Regions from separate parts of the Mus musculus genome. Here regions 2 and 3 are each linked to region 1. A link is a contact called in public HiChIP or PLAC-seq and promoter capture Hi-C data. All regions are on one chromosome and are shown on one strand. The core of a region is the stretch at or near the end of the contact, and the rest is flanking DNA. Distances in the headings are between cores, read along the strand shown.

Evidence for each region. Promoter capture Hi-C pulls out the DNA fragments that hold promoters and counts their contacts. HiChIP or PLAC-seq counts read pairs in DNA pulled down with a chosen protein or histone mark.
Region 2: a contact with region 1 is called in a promoter capture Hi-C map of pre-B cells, with 2.3 times the contacts expected there. The contact joins the promoter of Nt5c here to the promoter of Mfsd11 in region 1. A contact is called at or near these places in 1 of 39 promoter capture datasets (pre-B cells) and 2 of 9 other capture datasets (liver and pancreatic islet).
Region 3: a contact with region 1 is called in an H3K27ac HiChIP or PLAC-seq map of bone marrow-derived dendritic cells, with 3 times the contacts expected there. The contact joins the enhancer-like site here to the promoter of Mfsd11 in region 1. A contact is called at or near these places in 3 of 39 promoter capture datasets (liver and pre-B cells), 1 of 484 Hi-C or Micro-C datasets (B cells) and 2 of 115 datasets of contacts at active chromatin or transcription factors (astrocytes and bone marrow-derived dendritic cells).

What each region holds. Positions count from the first base shown.
Region 1 is chr11:116,852,705-116,856,594 of GRCm38.p6, forward strand. It overlaps Mfsd11 (major facilitator superfamily domain containing 11), which reads left to right and starts at 1,296. Exons shown (of 13, transcript NM_178620.4): 1 at 1,296-1,469; 2 at 1,939-1,994. The coding sequence starts at 1,374. It overlaps Srsf2 (serine and arginine-rich splicing factor 2), which reads right to left and starts at 390. Exons shown (of 3, transcript NM_011358.2): 1 at 1-390. The coding sequence starts at 225.
Region 2 is chr11:115,490,059-115,493,690 of GRCm38.p6, forward strand. Nt5c (5',3'-nucleotidase, cytosolic) reads right to left here and starts at 1,756. Exons shown (of 5, transcript NM_015807.1): 1 at 1,549-1,756; 2 at 1,213-1,313; 3 at 1,080-1,140; 4 at 795-909; 5 at 367-686. The coding sequence starts at 1,728. The coding sequence ends at 541. Armc7 (armadillo repeat containing 7) reads left to right here. Exons shown (of 3, transcript NM_177778.5): 3 at 1-408. It also overlaps the pseudogene Gm11694.
Region 3 is chr11:118,214,436-118,218,238 of GRCm38.p6, forward strand. The region is part of intron 1 of Cyth1 (cytohesin 1); the gene reads right to left. Among named protein-coding and RNA genes, the nearest start is that of Cyth1, 32 kb to the right of the region's middle. Within about 2 kb of position 1,801, at least 91 of the 459 cell types and tissues checked have an H3K27ac peak or open chromatin away from gene starts, as enhancers often do. A contact at or near this core is called in bone marrow-derived dendritic cells, where this site is marked.

The DNA.
Region 1 (3,890 bases), core at 46-2,545:
CATGGCGTCCATGGCGTCTTCGGCGTCGCGCTTGTCGTGGAACCGGACGAAGGCGAAGCCCCGGGACTCCTTGGTGTAGCGGTCCCGCGGAATGTACACGTCGCCGACGCGCCCGTATTTCTCGAAGACGCGCCTCAGGGTGTCGGGCGAGGTGCGGTAGGTCAGGTTGTCCACCTTGAGGGAGGTCATGCCCTCCACATCGGGAGGCGGGCGGCCGTAGCTCATGGCTGCGAAGCGGCGCCGAGACCCTAACGCCCCGGACAGGCCCTCGCTCTCCGGAAACGCAGCTCCGTCAGGCGCTCGGTAGCTACAGTCCTCGTGGGTAGGGAGGGAGCCGCAAGGCCGCCGCAGAGCACCCGAACCTGACGGACGCCTGAGCAGCAACTAAGCGAGCGGGCGGGCCCCAGCGCGCATTTATACCCACCCTTACAAAATGGCGCCCGCGCCACCCGGAAATGAATCTCCTGATTGGCCCATTCGGCCGTGTTGCGTAACGTCGCCGCCGCGCGCCCCGCCCCTCCCAGGTGCGCCTGCGCACCGCGCGGCGGGCGGGCGGAAAGCGCGCAGTCACTGCGGTGGGGCGGGGGAGCAGCCAGAGAAGGCAGTTAGAAAGCCCGCCAAATGCTCTACCGTGGGTGCGTCCGCGAGAGCGCGGGGAAGGGGAAGAACGAGGCTCTATGGAGGGAGAAAGAGGAAGCGCGCCCCACCAGAGCCCCGCCCCTTCCCCACGCCAATGCCCGGGCTCCACGCGCCGTTCCGCCCAGCCTTCAGTCCCGCCTGTCAGAGCCGGTTCTTGCGCTCTCTTTTGCCTCTCTGTGTCCCGGGGCCACCTCACGTTCCCCTCTCCCGCCGCTCCTGACTGAGGCTCGCTGCCTTGGTTTCACTTCTCGGGGCCTTTGCTCTCTACGAAGGGACGGGTAGTGTAGACCTAAAGTACGCGCTAGCCACAGCGTGCGGCCGTACCCTCCCCTCCCCCCACGGGGCGCCGGGACTACATTTCCCGGCGGGCGCTGCGACCAGACTCTGGTCAGCTGACCGGTCTCGTGATCTGCTGTGAGTCAGGCCGGGAGGGCGGGCCCCAGCAGCTGCTACTGCTCGTCCTTGCCCCGGATCCCGTTCCCTGCAACTGGAGTTGCGGCGGGTAGACCCCGGGTCTCCTCTGCACTCGGTCGCGTCCCCGGAGGGTCCCGACTGTACCGGTGGGGAGAGATTTCCCTTAAACCCACGATTCCCATCCCAAGATTGGAAATCGGCAGTCTGGCTTCGTGGTTCTCTCATCTGGTTTCTTCCCTCAGGGCTGTCAGGGGGTTCGACTGGAGGAGAAGAGGTGACTGTCCTGGGCCGCTGCTGGCCTCTGAGCAAGCGGAGCCAAAATGTCCCCGGAGTCTAAAAAGCTTTTCAACATCGTTATTTTAGGAGTTGCCTTTATGTTTATGTTCACCGCCTTTCAGACTTGTGGAAATGTGGCGGTGAGTTGGAATCTGTACTCCTTCCTTTGAATGCCCGTCTGAATGCATTCCAGCTGTGACAATAAACGTTTATGTCCGCTACCACGCCAAGATTGCACCTCCTGTTTTTCAGCCTACCCTTTCTCGTTTTCTTAATTTTGTGTATCAGATATTTCGCGTTTACGTGGTGTTAAACACTTTCGTTTAATACTCAGATGCGGCTTGCAATTTGAGTATGGACCATAGTTACTTTAATTTTTGTGAATGTTAAACTCTGTATTTAGTGCTTGGGTGGCTTGTGGGTACAGTTGATTATCTGTTTCCCCATCTCGAGTATATCTTCTGCGGCAATTGAGTCGGTTTTTTTCTCCTCTCATGGTGGGCTTGGGTGAGAGGTGTGGATCATAACATTTTTTTTGAGTATTTAGACTTTCCTGCGGGGAGGGAGATGGCAAGACATTTTTGTTGATTAGTTTTATCTTCCACACAGCAAACTGTCATCAGGAGCTTAAATAGCACAGATTTTCATGGCAGTGGATATACCAGGTATTGTACTGTGTGCATGACTTTATTTTGCATGTCATAGTTCCATCCATCTCAGGAAAACCAGCAATAACATGTTGTAACTGAAGAGTAGCCATGATTGTGTCAAATCTGTCTCTCTTTTTCTGAGGTTTGAGCCACCCAGGTAGATCAGTAGATACAGACCCATACCTCCCAGAGTACGTGGATTAATCCTCAGAACCTACGTGGTGGAAGAAGAGAACCAGCTCCTGCAGGTTTTCATGTGTCTTCCACGCAGGAGAACACTCTCCTACCATACAAACATAAATTTTAAAATGTAGTAATAAAGTTACAGAGCAGGCATGGGGGTGCATGCCGTGAATCCCAAAATAAATAAGCGTGATGGTAAATTCTTTTACGATGATGACTAAAGGTCTTCTGTAGAATTAGGAGGCTTTGGGATTGAAAGCCTGGCTTCAGAACTGGGATGCTTTGCTACGTTCAGCAAGTTAGCTCTGTGACCCCAGGTTCTTTACTAAGATCATGGCTATGCAGGCAGTATAGTGCTTCTGGCTCAATATGCATGCAAGTCTTGTCAAAATCATGTTCTAATCCTGAACAGTGCTGTAGTTGTTGAAACATTGGATTTTTGAGGCTTTGTAATCTCATTCTCAATTTATAATTTCATCAGAAGCTTTAAGATTTTTATGCTGAAGCTGGGCGTGGTGGCGCACGCCTTTAATGCCAGCACTCGGAGGCAGAGGCGGCGGATTTCTGAGTTTGAGGCCAGCCTGGTCTACAAAGTGAGTTCCAGGACAGCCAAGGCTATACAGAGAAACCCTTTCTCGAAAAACAACAAAAAGAAAAAAAAAAAAAAAAAAAACAAAGATTTTTATGCTGAAGCTGAGCAGTAGTGACGCACGTCTTTAATTCCAGCACTTGGGAGGCAGAGGCAGGTGAATTTCTGAGTTCAAGGCCAGCCTGGTCTACAGAGTAAGTTCCAGGACAGCCAGGGCTATACAGAGAAACCCTGTCTCAAAAAAACAAAACAAAACAAAAAAAGATTTTTATGCTGTTTAGACATAGAAAATGAAAACTTCACAGGTCTGTAGTACTTTGGATTTGTAGCTGGAAATGTACTAAATACATGCACATATACAACCTCTCTCCCTCCAATTGCCTCCTCTCTTGTCTGGCGTGGAGCTTGTAGCATAATACAAGATAACCTTGAACTTCAGGTATCTACACCTCCCTAGTGATAAACTTAGAAACCTGTAGCATCAGGCCTGGCTTCAGGGTTTCCTTTTTTCTCTTTCCTCCTCTTTCCAATAACTTACATCAAAGAATTCAGCATTCTCTCAGAGGCTCTCCAAGACTCTGTTGCCAGGAAGGTGACAATGAGGCCTCTGTCAACCTGGCATTACCCCCTGCTGAGATACTGGACAAACTAGGCAGGGGGCGGTTGTTTTGTGGTTAGCAGGGTCCCACTCTGTAACCCTGGCTTGTCTTATTTATTGATTGATTGATTGATTTACTTACTTACTTTGGTTTTTCGACACAGGGTTTCTCGTGTACCCTTGGCTGTCCTGAAACTCACTCCATAAACCAGGCTGACCTCAAAATGACTGGTCTTAAAGTCACAGAGATCCTCTTGCTTCTGCCTCCTGAGTGCTGGGATTAACCAAGTGTACCTCATCTAACTCTGGGTTCTCTTATAGGAGAAAACCAAAACTTTGAATTGACAAGAGTCGCACATGTTTATCTCTATGTACAATGTATGTATACATTGTAGAGTTATGAAGTTAAGCTATACACACACTCTTTACATTTATTTGAGAAGAAAATCCTACCTTGTGGTCTCCTCTGACCTGGAACCCAGCCATGCTTAACCTGCTGAGTACTGGGATGGTAGGCAGGCCTTGCTATGCCTGGGTCCTT
Region 2 (3,632 bases), core at 506-3,005, 1.4 Mb before region 1:
CTAATCCCTTGAGAGACAGGAGCGGGATAGCGATGAGTCTGGTCCACCTAGTGAGTTCCTGACCACAAAGGTCCGATAGAGTCTAACGAGCTCCTGTAACTGGTTACCCCGCCCTCCTCTGCCACTGAGAAGAAAAAATGGAATTAGGGGATAAGCGAAGAGCAGTCCTGACAGGAAGTGGAGTTTAGGGAAAATGGGGGCCCTGATCACTCAGCATTGTCCCCCCTCAGATGGACAACGAAAGCTGAGGAAGGAGATCTACAAGGGCTGGAGAGGGGCTGTCGTACAGCCACTGGATGAAGGAAGGCTCCCGCTCCCATCCTGAGCTGAAAAGGAAAAGGAGCATCAAAGATCCAAAGCCTCGCGTTTGGTTTTTATTTTTATTAAAAACCTCCTGATTTTCTCCACTGTATTTGTGTGCTAGTCTCCTTCTTTCCCGTGTAGGCCTCCTGGGAGGAGCCGGAAAGCAGTCTGTTCAAGTGGCTCCCTGATTAAAGAAAGTCACCTGTCCAGGCAGGGTCCTGTCCACCTCAGGGTCCTTCACAGGCTGGCTCGCTTGCTCTCAATGATCCCCCTCCAGTTGTCACTCCAGGAAAGCAGCCGTCTCCTGGTGGGGGGCAGGGCCAGGTGCTGATTGTGGCAGCAGGTGAACAAGATGTGCTCCCAGCTTGGGGTCTCCTCTAGGCCTGGGCAGTAAAGACAGCGTGCGCTCTGTAATTGGGTCATTTTTACTCCTCCTTAATCCCAGCAGGCCAGATGCCTGGGGGTTGTCAAGGTTAACTGGCTGGCCCAACCTTGAATGTTGTCTTTGTCATCAATGAGCAGGTCTCCCATGACCACCGTCTTGTCCCTAGTCAAGATAATCCGCTCCACAAACTCTGGCCCCAGGTTCTGCTCCACCCAGCGGTACTGTATAGGCGGGAGGGGTGGGGAGAGGTCAGTGGAACTTGCTAGGCTCAGAATGCAAGATAAGTAAGGCATGGGGGCTTAAGTGGGACTAGCCCTCAAACACGCGGGACCCCTTTCACCCAGCCCCCATTTTCTGGTTTATTTTTTTAAATCAGCGCAGGCGCCGGCACCTTCTCGCCCACACAGTGGTCGTACTTCAGCAGTGGGGTGGTGCAGATGAAGACCTCGGTGCTGCGGAGAAGGGGTGCAGTTAGGCCTGGGGCACTGGCCGTCTTCCCGCCGCCCCCTCCTCACCCTCCTTACTCTTTCATGTCGTTCATCTCTCGCAAAGCGTCCAAGGCCCCAGGGATGGGCTCCAAGTTTAGGAAAAAGCCTGGAGATTCATACACACTGGCCACTTTTTCCTGAAAGAGAGAGATCTTGGTCCCGCTCCTGCTTTCCAGTAGGGGGAGCCCCAAAGAGGACACACACACACACAAAGATTCTGCAGGAGACCTCGGTTCTAGTGTGTGTGTGTGTGTGTGTGTGTGTGTGTGTGTACCCTTTCAAGCTTTCTGGTTCGGGGGTGAACTGTGGATTCGCACAGCTTGGCTGCCTAGAAGAGAACTCAGCCTAGAGGTTCCCCATCGGGTCTCCTACCGCCAGGTCCGGCCTCAGAGCTCCGTACTGCTCGTTGGCGAGGAAGCCCCGGCGCTGTTCCAGCGGCACGTGCGGTTCCTCGGGAAAGCGGCGGCGAAAACCCTGCAGGAGGCCGGACTCGAAATCAGCTAGCACGCCGTCCATGTCCACCAGCACGCGCACGGGCCGCTTCACCGCCATTGCCACGCCCGGTGTCTCCGCAGAGCACAGCGGCAAGCACGGAAGATGCCAGACCCGGAAACAAGCTTCCGGGACCGGGGTAGGGGCGGGCCGGACTTTGTTCATTTGCACAGAGTGGCCAACCAGGTGCCCAGGATGGCATTGCGTCCCTTACGGGGCTGCCGCTCATGTGCAGCATCAGAATCCCTCTCCCATAACCTCTAAGATCCGAAATACTTTCTTGGCAATGGGGAACCTGCTTCGCATGCTGAATGCATCCTTTGCCTCTCCCATGTTTGTCCAGGCTGGAAGCTGACAGGATCGTGAGTCTCCCAGTTCAAGGGATGAGAAGGACCCCTTAAAGACAACCGTGGGCATGAGCTGGGCATGAGCTGGGCTCTCAAGAGACCGGACTCATAAGCCAGACTTGGTTTGAAACAGTAACATTGTTTTCAATCTGCGTCCACTACTTTTTCCTGTGGACCCGAGGTCTCCGGTAGAATCGAAAACTTGTATGTCCCTCTAGAAAATGTTAAGCGTTCACACACAGAGACACAACTTATTCTTGTAGATTTCAGAGTCAATGGCGACATCACATCAATTTTCCAACCTATAAATGCAGATTTGAGTAATGACTCCCCCCCCACCCCCGACTCAGGGTTTCTCCACATAGCCCTGGCTGTCCTGAAACTCTGTGAACCAGACTGGCTTCAAACTCCCCGAGGTTTGCCTGCTTCTGCCTTCCATGTGCTGGGTTTAAAGGTGGGCACTGCTACACCCCGATAAGACATGACTTCTAACCCATGGCAGAAGTTTGTCAGCATGGAGCCCGACATCTCACTTGAAGAAAAGCCAGTTTAAAACAACAAAGGAGCAGAGTGTAGTGGCGCACATTTTTAATCCTCACACCCAGGAGGCAGACCTCTGAGTTCCAAGACAGCCAGAGCTACTTAGTGAAGACCTTATCTTAAACAAATTTGGGCTGCAGAGATGGCTCAGCATCGGTTAAGAGTACAGACTGCTCTTCCCCGGGTTCTGAGTTCAAATCCCAGCAACCACATGGTGGCTCACAACCATCTGTAATGGGATCTGATGCCTTCTTCGGGTGTGTCTAAAGACAGCTACAGTGTACTCATATAAATGAAATTAAAAATAAAAAAAGCTCTTCTCCTTTCCTCTGCCATCCTGCGCATTACGCCTGATTCGGTTCTCCTTTCCTCTGCCATCCTGCGCATTACGCCTGATTCGGCTTCTTGCCATGTCTTCTCACAAGACTTTCCGAATCAAGCGATTCCTGGCCAAGAAACAAAAGCAAAATCGCCCCATTCCTCAGTGGATCCGGATGAAAACTGGTAACAACGTCAGGTTCAACTCTTCTCTTAGAAGACACTGGAGGAGAACAAAGCTGGGTCTGTAAGGATTCACACAATGGCAAGACTGAGGGTTTATACTGAGTTGTGGTCAGCAATCAGTCCTACCAGACAGATTTCAACATTTTTAACCTGGAGACTTGCTCATGTCTTAAATTAGGGTGTTTGTCTAGTAATAAAATATAGAACCTTTTAAAAAAATAAAATAAACAATTTTTTTCTTTTCTTCCTTTATTCTTTTTATTTTTATTTATTTTTTGTTTTTTTCCTTATAAACATTTTTTTTAAAAACACAAAAAAGCAAACAAAACTGGTAAAACAAACCAACAACAACATATCCCGGTGAATTCTTACTTAGGGACTGAATTTTCACTAAGCCAAACCAATTTTCACATAAACTGAGTTAAAGTTCATCTGCTGTTTTTTCTCTCCTGCCCTTTCAGTAACTTTTAAAATATTCTGAGAATCCCATACATACATATTGTATCCCATACATATTGTATCTTTACCCTATTTAACTCAGGCTTCTCCCAACATCTCCTGGACACACACCCC
Region 3 (3,803 bases), core at 551-3,050, 1.4 Mb after region 1:
TTGTATTTTTTATTCTTATTCAGGTCTTTGGTCATCTGGAGTTGACTGTTTATGATGGAGAGAAGGGTCGGGTTTCATTCTTTCATATGTGAGCACCTAGTTTCTCTGGCACCAACACTGGTATTTTTGTTCAGTCAGTTGGTTGCAGCTATGTGACTTCTGGGTTCCTACTTGTGCTTCGGTTCCTGTGTGACAACATCCACTGTGTGGGCTGCTGCTGCTGCCCTGTAGTGTGTGCTGACACCAGGTGTGGATGCCCACACCCTCCAGCAGTGCTCATCCGCTCAGGATTACAATGGTCATTGTGGACTTTGTGGGAATTTGTGTTCCTGTGTGTAAAGGGCACTGTTGTTTGATCTACATTTATTCCTAATCCTGCATTGTCACAAGCAACACTAATATAAAACTAGAGTAAATTGCTCCCAAGGAAGACAAGCTCAAAGTGGTCTATTGCCTGAGTTTACCAACTGGTCATCTGCCACCCTGAACACTGTGCCAGGTTGCTCAGCCTTGCTCAAGGATTCTGGAGGACATCAGCCCCGGCTATTCTTTCTGATGGTGGCCACAGTGAAGCTGCACACTGCACTGGGTAGTGTCCCCTTCCTGGTTTCTGATGCAGCACATCAAGATGTTCTTTTCTGCATATTTTTGATGCTGCTTATGAGACACATTCACAGATGAAAGTAGAGAACAGTAGCAGGCAATCTGATCCTGCCCAGTGACAACCACTGAGGGTGGTATGGGTTTGGTCTGGCTTCTTCTGCATGCAATGTACGTTATATTATATGTGTCTTTCATGCCACACACATATATGTATACACACTACAACGTTAGTAACTTTTTGCATTCCGTTTATAAACACTTCATTTTTACTTTGTGTGTATTTGCAAGTGTGTGTATTTACAGGTGTATTCACAGGTATATGCATCAAGTATTTCCTCAGTTGCCCCCCCCCCTTTCTCTCCTCTATCTATCTTGGAGACAGGATCTCTCTACATAGTTCTGGCTGTCTTGGAACTAACTCTGTAGACTAGGCTGGCCTCGAACTCACAGAAATCTGCCTGCCTCTGCCTCCCAAGTGCTGGCACTAAGGGTGTGTGCTACCATGCCCAGTTCTTCACCTGATTTTTGGGAGTGGGTTTCTCAGTTGGAGATCATTCAGCTAGACTTGCTGGCCAGAAAGCCCCTGGAACCCTCCTGTCTCCACCTCCTCCAGCAATGGAATTACACATCCGACTTTTACAGGGGAGTGGGGATGGGACTCAGAGTGTCATGTTTATATGACACTTTACCAGTTGATCCATCCCCTAGCCTGATTTTCTCCGGCACTATAAAGGGTGTCATGTGTTTTCACTGCTCACAGCCTGTAACTTTGAAGCAGGGTCCAGTCTCAGGGCCCTGTGCACATGCTCAGCACTCAGCTCTAGTTCTCCCCAACTCTCTTACAAGAAGACTTGCTTGATCCAGAAAAGCTTCCCTGTGTTCCTGGAGTGGACTGTGAGGCTCCTTAGCAAGCTGTCGGTAACAATACAAGTAATACCATGACATCACTGGGTGGTGTCCTAGTTTCATTTCTGTTAATGTGACAAATGCCCTGGTTAAATACAACTCTGGGGAGAACGGGTTTGTTTGGCTTAAAATTCCAGGACACAGTCCTTCAATGCAGGGCAACCAAGGCAGGAGCTTTAAGCAGTGAGTCACAGTCAAAAACTGAGAGAAATGAGTATACCCATGCCGTCTGCTTACTTAGTTTGTCTTAGTTAGCTTTAGGGCCCAGCCCATGAAATGGTGAGCTCACAGTGGTCTATGAACTCTTACATCAATCAACAGCCAACCAAGGAATCCCCACAGACATGCCCAGAGGCCAGTATGATCTAGCAAGTTCTCAATTCACTCCCTTCCCAGATGACTGTACTTGTGTCGGGTTGACAGTTAAATCTAGGCAGTACTGGTGGCTTTCACTAAGTCTGCTCTCTGTGCCTCGCTGCTGTGGCCTGCCTTGTCTTGTCCTGAAACCCTCTGTGGGGAGAGTGTCTTCCTCAACTTTTGCCCTTGAAGAATCCTGTATCAATGCACTCAGCTGCATTCAAAACCCGTCTAGTGATCCAAACCCCATCTCTACCTCTGGCATTAGATCTGATTCCCAGATGATCTTGACTCGGGAAGGACAGGTCACTCCTGTTTCTTATCTCCTGGCAGTGGGACAGTACGTGTCTGGATTCCTAGAGTTTGATGTGTCCAGCCCGGTCCACAATGAACTGCACTGACGGGTGGGGACATTCCCAGGACTGATCTCTGCACTGGCCTCACTGCCATCAAGGCTGCCTTTCCAGAAGCACGAGAGCACTTCTGTTCATGAGCTACTGTCCACACCTTGGGGGTTGTTTTCCTACTGACTGCCATCCTTCCTACTGGTTTGTAGAACTGAACAGACTATTTAAAACATGTAATGCAATCTGCAACTTATTTTTAACTCCAATTCTACCTTCGGTTTTACACATCTTTTTAAAAAACAATCAAACCTATAATCTTTCCTTTCTACCATTTCCCCCAATAATGGTCCCTGAGCACAGTGGATGTGGACTGCAGAGACATCAAGGACTAAAAGGACATAGTGTTTCCCCTGTGTGGGCTGAGGCAGACTCTGGGCCACTCTTGGACATGTGCTCTGGGGGTCTGAAGAGTATGGGACTCAGTGGGGAGCTAGAAGGACTATAAGGAGGGGGTTAGAGGGCAGAGGCCTTTGGAGGGCTGTTGGAGGCCTTGGGCTGTTTCAAGGACAGCAGTTTCTGTTCTGGGTGAGATGAATGTCCACGTTCTAGGCAGATCAGAGACACCTGTCTTCCTTTGTGACATACCACCCTGGGTGCGGGTAACCAGGGCAGATGCCATATGACCTGAGAAGCTGCTATGAGAGATGGGCAGCTAAGCAATAAAAGGCTCAAATACCTACTCTATTTATGTCTAAGGTAGTGCCAGGGCCTACTGATGCACTTCAAATGAGGCATGAAGAGTCAAGGCCTGAGAAGGTTAAAAATATGAACTCCATCTTCTGAGCACAGGCCACAGGTTGGCCCCACAGCTTCTGCTCCCCAGTCCTTTCCCTCGACCCCCATGAACCCTTACACCCCCACTTCTCAGGATCTCACAGCTTTATCCCTTGGGTACCTTTGATTCATATCCTCTGCAAATCAGGACTTCACAGCCCTGTCCTCCAGTCCCCGACTACAGCTCCTCAAAGCCCTGTCCATCAGTCCCTGGCTTTGGGCCTTCACAAATCTCACCTCCATAATTCAATAAACCATTCTTAGTATAATTCTCAAAAAAGTGATCAAGGGCTAGAGAGATGGTTCAGTGGTTAAGAGCACTGGCTGTTCTTCCAGAGGTCATGAGTTCAATTCCCAGCAACCACATGATGCTCACAACCATCTGTAATGGGATCTGATGCCCTCTTCTGGTGTGTCAGCAACATGCTCATGTATAAGAAAGAAAGAAAGAAAGAAAGAAAGAAAGAAAGAAAGAAAGAAAGGAAGAAAGGAAGAATCATAGTAGCTCATACAGCAGCCCTACTGGGCTAATCACGAGACTTCATGGCAATCCAGGGGACAGGCCTGAGTCCTAGCTTCTGTGAGCCCAAGCTGAAAAGCTGCCCTACAAACTGGAATGCAACAAACCCCCCTGACCATGTCACAATGCCTTCTGCTTGATTTCTGCTTCCTAAAGCTAGCGCAGCACTAACTCTGTTAACTAAAACAGGAATAAAGAAACCTGTTATAAGTCCCAAAGTACCATGTTTGACTCAG